Regions from separate parts of the Arachis hypogaea genome. Here region 2 is linked to region 1. A link is a contact called in public Hi-C data. All regions are on one chromosome and are shown on one strand. Each heading gives the region's core, a stretch centred on a gene start, on an enhancer-like site or on the middle of the called end of the contact. The rest is flanking DNA. Distances are from core to core; before and after follow the strand shown. Region 1 has its middle 26 kb from the start of LOC112803227. Region 2 holds the start of LOC112800599.

What was found. Hi-C and Micro-C count contacts between places; a contact is called where the count stands out from the background.
Region 2: a contact with region 1 is called in a Hi-C map of leaf, with 2.2 times the contacts expected there. The contact joins the promoter of LOC112800599 here to the enhancer-like site in region 1. A contact is called at or near these places in 3 of 8 Hi-C or Micro-C datasets (all in leaf).

The regions. Positions count from the first base shown.
Region 1 is chr5:8,727,652-8,731,388 of arahy.Tifrunner.gnm2.J5K5, forward strand. No RefSeq gene overlaps it. Among protein-coding and RNA genes, the nearest start is that of LOC112803227, 26 kb to the right of the region's middle. Within about 2 kb of position 2,105, at least 2 of the 3 cell types and tissues checked have open chromatin away from gene starts, as enhancers often do.
Region 2 is chr5:8,764,868-8,768,604 of arahy.Tifrunner.gnm2.J5K5, forward strand. It overlaps LOC112800599, which reads left to right and starts at 2,092. Exons shown (of 3, transcript XM_025842932.3): 1 at 2,092-2,634; 2 at 3,477-3,737. The coding sequence starts at 2,621.

The DNA of each region.
Region 1 (3,737 bases), core at 855-3,354:
AAGAAGGAAAAAGACAAGGGTAAAAATGGTCTTTGAGAAAAGAAGATTTAAAGCATGGCGTGTTTAAGATTTTTTCCACTAAAGGCAAGATGTGAAGAAGAAGTTTCAAGATCTTCATGCCAAAAGTAGAAGCAATCGATCTCGGTCAGAGACGAAGATCTCTGTGGTGAAACTCGTTTCCACTTTTGTTCATCCAAGACAGAAGGTAGCTATTGTAGCTACGTGGAGGAAGAAGCAAAAATGGAACAGATGGAGTCGTCAAGGATCAAGAGTTCATCAAGAGTCAGAATTCTTTTTTGGAGACAAAGTCAAGATGGAAGGCTCAGATTGATGAAGTTTAATAGGAAGAGATGAGAGAGAGGTACATGCATGTTGATTTGCTTTCGATTTTCCCTCTCTCTTCTCTCCGTCCAAACTGGCCTTTATATTGAAGAAGAAGAAGATGGCTTGGTTGAACTGGTTTCAACTTTGGAAATTTTCCCTTCTATAATAAGAGTGAACGGCCAAGGGTTGAAACAAGGAGAGTAAGCATAGAGTTCTCATAGCTACCCTAAACTAACAGAAGTTCTTCTCCTTCAATGTGTTTCATTTAGTTTTCTTTTCTTTAATTTTATTTGTCTGAGTCTCATGGTGAAAAAGATAAATAGAGTGAGGTTTGCAAGAAAAAGCTAGTGAGAAGAAAAAGACAGAGAGAGCAAAATTAAAGAAAAAGCCATAGATGTCTAAGAGTTCTTTTGTACATCTATGTTATGTTTCATAATCTTGTGGGGATTTCCTTGTAAGTTAGGTTAGCACTTAGCAATTGAAAGTTTGACAGTTGTCCAAGTCAAGTTCAGTTTTGGGGATAGAATCTAGACTTATCTCAGATAGGAATGGGTAGTTCCTAGGGAAGAATTGGTGTATGTAATCAAATTATAGTGAAATTCTTTCACTGTTGTGATGGAGATTGGATGTAGGTTGCATTGCACCTAGTAGCTGAACTATGATATTTTTGGGTGTGATTCTCTTTCTCTCTCTCTCTCTTCAACTCCATTTCTGTTTTTGTTACATAGAAGATAAAATTAAAAAACATCTCCTAACTGATTACAAGACAAACAGAAAAAGTCTCTTAACTAGTTATGAAAAATAAAAATAAAAATGTCTCCTGAAATTATCTAAAAAGACAAAAAAAATACTCAACAAAAAAGAGTTAAGATTTAATCTCCCATTTTTTTAATTACTGATTACCATTAATATTCTTATAATTCACCTAAAATAATTCAAACTTAATAACTTTTAGATGCTAATCTAACTTAGATAAGTGAAACCAATTACACTCTAAACTCAATATGCTTTCGAACACAATCACTTAAACAAAACTATAAATAATTTTTGTGTGGATTAACTTTTTTTATTTTGTGTATCTCTCAATGTGATGAACTTAATTTTAAATAATAAAAAAAATTGAACCATATAATATCAAGGAATAAAACTACATTAGCAAAAGCTGTGTTTGTATTTCGAATTATTGCTTCTTTCATGGTTGATTTCTTCATATATAGCAGTTTGATCGATCTCTTCTTCAATTGAAGAATTATTTTTTTTATTTTGTTGTATTAGTCATTGCACCCGTCAAGGAGATAGTCATTAATTGAATATAAATATCTTTTTTATTTATCTTGATTGCAATGTGCAATAACTTTTCAAATAAAGGACAATCGAATTTTTACATATAATTGTTAATCATGAGTTGTATTGTACGAATTATAAATTGTTTTATTGTGTTCCTTGATTGCTTTTTAATAAATTTTTACATTGCTCATAAAAAATAAGTTAAAATATAAAATATCAATTATATTATCATAACAAGTTAATATTCAATTCTTAACGCAACATATACTTTATTCTATACGAAATATCTTTTGAAAACGAAAGTAATATGCAGAGTTTCCTGAGAGAAATGATAAAATGATGCATGATATGCATCGGTTTATTTATTCGGCCCATTGCATGTGTGAAAAAGTTTTTAAAACCCGTGAGTATTAGGCCTTAACCCATATTGTCCCCAGGTAGCAAAATAAAGTCAGAAAAGTCCAAGGGGTTAACCAATGAATTGCAATCACTCAATTATCGTACCTTTTGTGGCTTTGGTTTGGGCAATTTGAGCCTATTAACAATGAAGAGTTCTTCAGTTCGAGGGAAAAAAAAAAAAAAAGAACAGGATATCTACACTACAACAAGAAAGAGTTTTCAGTTGTAAGCCTTTGGTGAAAGCCACCTATATCATTATCCTCTCAATTGTTAAAAAAAATTGAGAGAGTAAAATATGATTTTTAATTTTTTATTATACATTTTTTCATTTTTTTAATCTATTTATAAAATTAATAATAAAAAATTACACTTTACTCCCTTAATTATTAAAAAAAAATAGAGAGGATTCATTCTTTAATATAGTGAGGCACAAATTTAGTGAGCCGCATCTATTTGTATCGGTAAAATGCCCAAAAGTGATTTTGCTTATTGGTAAGTTAGATTGACTAAAACAAAATATTTTAGGAAAATTGATAAATTCATTCCTGATTTTTTCTCTTCAAAATTTGGATATATCGATCTCTGGGTCTAATTTGTCCTATTTTAAAAACTCTCTTACGTGAGCACCCGTATCAACCAGATCAGTATAACGGGTATCACATTTAATTTTTTCATTAGATTTAACAAATCAAAGTGAACATGACTACATGAGAGATTGATATGTCCACATTTTTAAAATATCAAAAATTTAAATGTATTTTTAAATTCTCAAAAACTTAAATATCTATGGATTAAAAAGTCAAATACATATCTATCCTTTTCTTAATATTTTATTTTAATGGGATCTTTTTGTTATAATTTTTACGATAGAAATTTTTTCATAATTTTCTTTATCTTTTTCTTTTTATTTTATTCAATTTAATTACAACCTTTATTTTCATTATTAACTGTCAGCTTCTCAAACTCTTGTCAGTTCCTCTCACTGTCGCTTCTCATGTTGGACTTCTAAAAATTAATACTAAATCTCCCTCACCACCATCACCACCACCACCACTACCACCGTCTCCACCGTATCCTTCTCCCTCCCTCTCATCACCACCACCTCTCTCTACTTCCTCGTTCTTTTTCTCTACCGTCGCAAGTGCACTACTCCTTTTATTATCTTCACCGCCGGCGACGACAACAAACTTTTCCAACGTCTTTCCTATTAACTCCTTCGTCGCACCACCAACTTCTTCTCCTCTCAGTCCTGGTGACTTCAGCACCGTCTTTTTCAATATCCTCCCTCCTTCGACTCTAACGAGAACCGCAGTGAAGCTCATGGACCCGTTGAGGGTTGCAGTGATGCATGTATACTCAAAGGTAGAAATTGTGGAATTGATCTATGCCATGAGAGCCTCTGGTGTAGTGACTGTTAGAATATATTAGAATCAATTAGTATTAATTAGAATTATTTAGATATGTTAAATAATACTAATTGATCTAATTGATGCTAATTATACTCTAATATCTCTCTTCAAATTCAAGTGACAATTTAAATTTAAAACTTATTTGAAACAACTTAATAAAAAAATACATAAATTAATAAAACAGATAAATATAATCAACATCAATTAAATCAATTAATATTATTTAACATATCTAAATAATTCTAATCGATACTAATTAATTCTAGAGTAAACTATCGTTTTTGTCCCCAACATTTGGGGTAAGTCATATTTGTGTCC
Region 2 (3,737 bases), core at 842-3,341, 37 kb after region 1:
ATCGTTTGATCCGTGTAAGTGATCCCACCTAGTGAGACAAGACTTTGTTGTTGTTGTATTTTAGATAGAGTTAAAGTCAAAAGATAATTATGATATAAATAAAAAATATTAAAGACAACATTAAATAAAATTAAATGTTAGAAGTATATATATTTTTTTAAATCATAACATTAGTAAGCTACTAATGTAAAAAATCTGTTTCAGCCAACATTTTTTTAAAGTTCTTTATTGGCTGATTATTGATAAAAAAATATTAATTTATTAATAAAATTATTTAACATATTATTAGCAAACGTCTTTAAAATCCTTTTTGATAATCTTCATTTTCATAATCTCTGAATATTTAAAATTAGATAATTAATCAAATTTGAAGAAAATAAAATTAAGTGATTATGTTAATAACAAAAAATGTTATGTGTACACGTATAAAATAGTAATAACAATTATATATATATATTTTAATTTATTTTTAATATATATTTTTATTATAATATATATTTTTGAATGACATAAATGGCTAAGTTTTTTAGTAATTAAATTTAACCAACTTAATTCAATGACTCACCAGCATAACAAAATTCAGATAAATGTGTGTATGGATTATCGCTCTAAATAAAATGAGAATTGATCTATATTATGATATTTATCAGAGAATAATAAAATTTGATTATGGACTTGATTATAAAAATGTTTATTCATTTAGTAGTATTTAGAAGAGAAATATAAATGGAGAAATAGAGACGGAAATAAGTCTCGGTATTATATTTAGTGTAAAATAAAAGACAAAAAATTAAATAGAAAAAGTATAGGTATACAATAAAAATATTAAACAATGTGAATAATAGATATATTGAATGTTCAATTTACTAGATATACGGATGATTATTCTAATATTAAGATTTAGGTGGATAATTTAGGGTGTAGTTTGTTTTTAATTTATTGAGTCAATTTTAGAGTCTAAGTGTTTACATAATCTTCTTCTCTCCGAAGAAATTTTTCATCAAAATAATGAGTCATCGTTGATATCGACACATCTAAAAGTCAACTTTTCCACTATCACTCCCAAAAAACAAAACTCTGCCTTACGTAAAGTTGCCAGAGTACGCTTAACCTCTGAATTTGAAATCACTGCTTATATACCCAGTATTGGCCATAATTTACAAGAATATTCTGTAGTCTTAGTAAGAGGGAGAAAGGTTAAGGATTTACCCGGTGTGAGATATCACATTGTTCGAGAAACCCTAGATGCTGTCGGAGTAAAGGATCGTCAACAAGGTCGTTCTAGTGCATTATAGATTCTTATCCAAGACTTGTATCATTTGATAATGCCATGTGAATCGCTAGAAATATGTGAAGTCACATTGCTCACAAAAATCATTATTTACTTAACAAAGTCCAATAAAATAAGAATAAAATTCTAATTTAATTTGCACAAAAAGTAAAGTTGGAATTAATTAATTGAAATGAGGATATTTTAGGTATAAAATATTATTAAAGTTTTAGTCTCTATCCTAAAAATTTTAGTCTCCTGTGTCTTCACTTTTTGGAAGTATTGAAATATTAAACTTTTAGAGATAAAGACTGAAATTTTAGTACCAATTTCTAGACCAATAAACATGATACTGAGTTTCAATCTCTCAATCTCCATTCCAATACCTCAACAAAATTTTGTATATTTTATATGAAAGAGTGATTTAATAATTAAAATTTTATATATAATTAATATAATTGTATTAATTACATTGTTTTATGGTCCAGTCTAATAAATATTGGAAGTCCACTCGATTTACTTTTAAAGTCGACAAATTTTCAATTCATCCGAGCTAACCAACGCATTTTAAGTGATGCCATCTCTTAGTGAAAGTCAAGACAGCTGATGGATACTTCTAGATACGGGTCTAAACGAAAAGATCCGATAAGTACAGATAAAGAGAGGAGATGCCTATTTCTCTTTTAAGTACGTCATTTTTTTACGCTAATTAACTATCTCATTATACAGACATTTATTTTAACATTAAAATATTTTAACAAATGACCGCACCTGCCAACTTATCGACAATAATAACCGCACTCTTCGCTAAATTCACACCCAAATCCAAATTTTTAACATCACACCGTTACTCACACCTAGCCATACAACCGACCACCCATCCAACGAGCAGCCGAACACGTTGTTAAGGATACAAAAGAGAAAATTTGTATTGAAAAATAATAATTTTTAGTTTTCAACAACAATATCAAATATACTCTCTATGTTTTCCATGAAAAATGATATTTTATATAAACATCTTTTGTTTTTCTTTGTCAACAAAAAAGGAAAAGAGAAAAAAGAAATTTAACCTCGGGGTTTGTTTTTTAATTTACAGTCTACTATGGTGTCTGCAAAATTGAGAGTTGTGTCTGGGGTTTGAGGGTGTTCATGATTTTTTAATTGCCTTTCAGAGCTCACACTTTCATTTTCTCTTCTTCCCTCTTCTTTCTTTCTTTCTTGCTTTCTTTCTAAGCGCACTGTTCCTATTCACTTCTATGTCTTCTATTCTCTCTCCTCCTCCTTCATCATCATCAACTCCCAAACCCTAATCATCTCCTTCATTTCACTCATCTTCTTCCAACACTCTCCATGTTCCCCCACAGGTACTATCTCTATCTCTATCTCTATCTCTTCTCCTACTTTCTCACTCATTGCTTTCTATTTTCAATAAATTTCCAAACTTTCCCCGTTTTGGAACCTCATGATTCTGTTTTTCTCTTCTCGTTTATTTGTCTACTTATTGCCTTATTCTATTTTTGGTGCCACCTATTCACTGATGGTTTTTCTTACTTTAATAGTTGAGTTGGTGCTTTCTGGTACCTAGAGTGCTCTGTTTTAAGCAATTGATACCCCTCTTTCGGCGCTTTTTATTTTTCGCCAACTGATGCTGATCTTATGTTTAAATATAGATGATTGGTTGGTTCCAGTATGGTAAATTTTGTATCCTCTTAACTCAACGGTCCTGATAGGGTTGCTTGTATTTTCTACTTGTAGCATGCAACCCTGAATTCTAATTTATTGCTTCATGCCTTTTCTGTACTTCTTTATTCCCTATGTTTATATTTGTGTTTGATATATTTAATTTATTAGTTTTTGGCATTATATGCTGCCTGCTACTAATCTAACGCTTGATACACGAAGCTCATGCAGAGAATAGAATAGTTGTTCCTTTATAAGTGCTATGCTACTGTGAGCTGTAATTGCATTTGGTTGTAATTTTCATTTCTTTGGGAAGATGATTGTAACTGTTATTGTCTGCTAACTGAAACAAAACCAAAGGAAATTATCAGAAGAAAAAAAAATGTTGTCTGCTTTTACATATCTTTCATTTTCTTTTTTTGGGTTGGTGGAGGCATTTTGTGTTTTAAGTGTTTTGCATATTAGCCTATGTTAGAAGTGGCAAAAAGAAGAAGAAAAGACTTACATTTGTTTGTGTTTCCATTAGGGGATTGTTGCAGCTGGTCACAACGCTCACTTGTTATGTGGTTCTGGCATGTACCTTCTTTTACCCTGACACACATGGACACTCTAGCAATGGGATGCAAAATCCACCAGCTTCTGATGCTTATGCTTCTTTAACAAAAAGTTGCAAAGTGGATACTTCAGACACCATTTGTAGTGACTCTAGTTTAGATAACAGTTTTCGAAATGTGTGTCCAAACTCCCGCTCATTCTGCTCTCCTTCAATGTTATTGGGGTCCTCTCA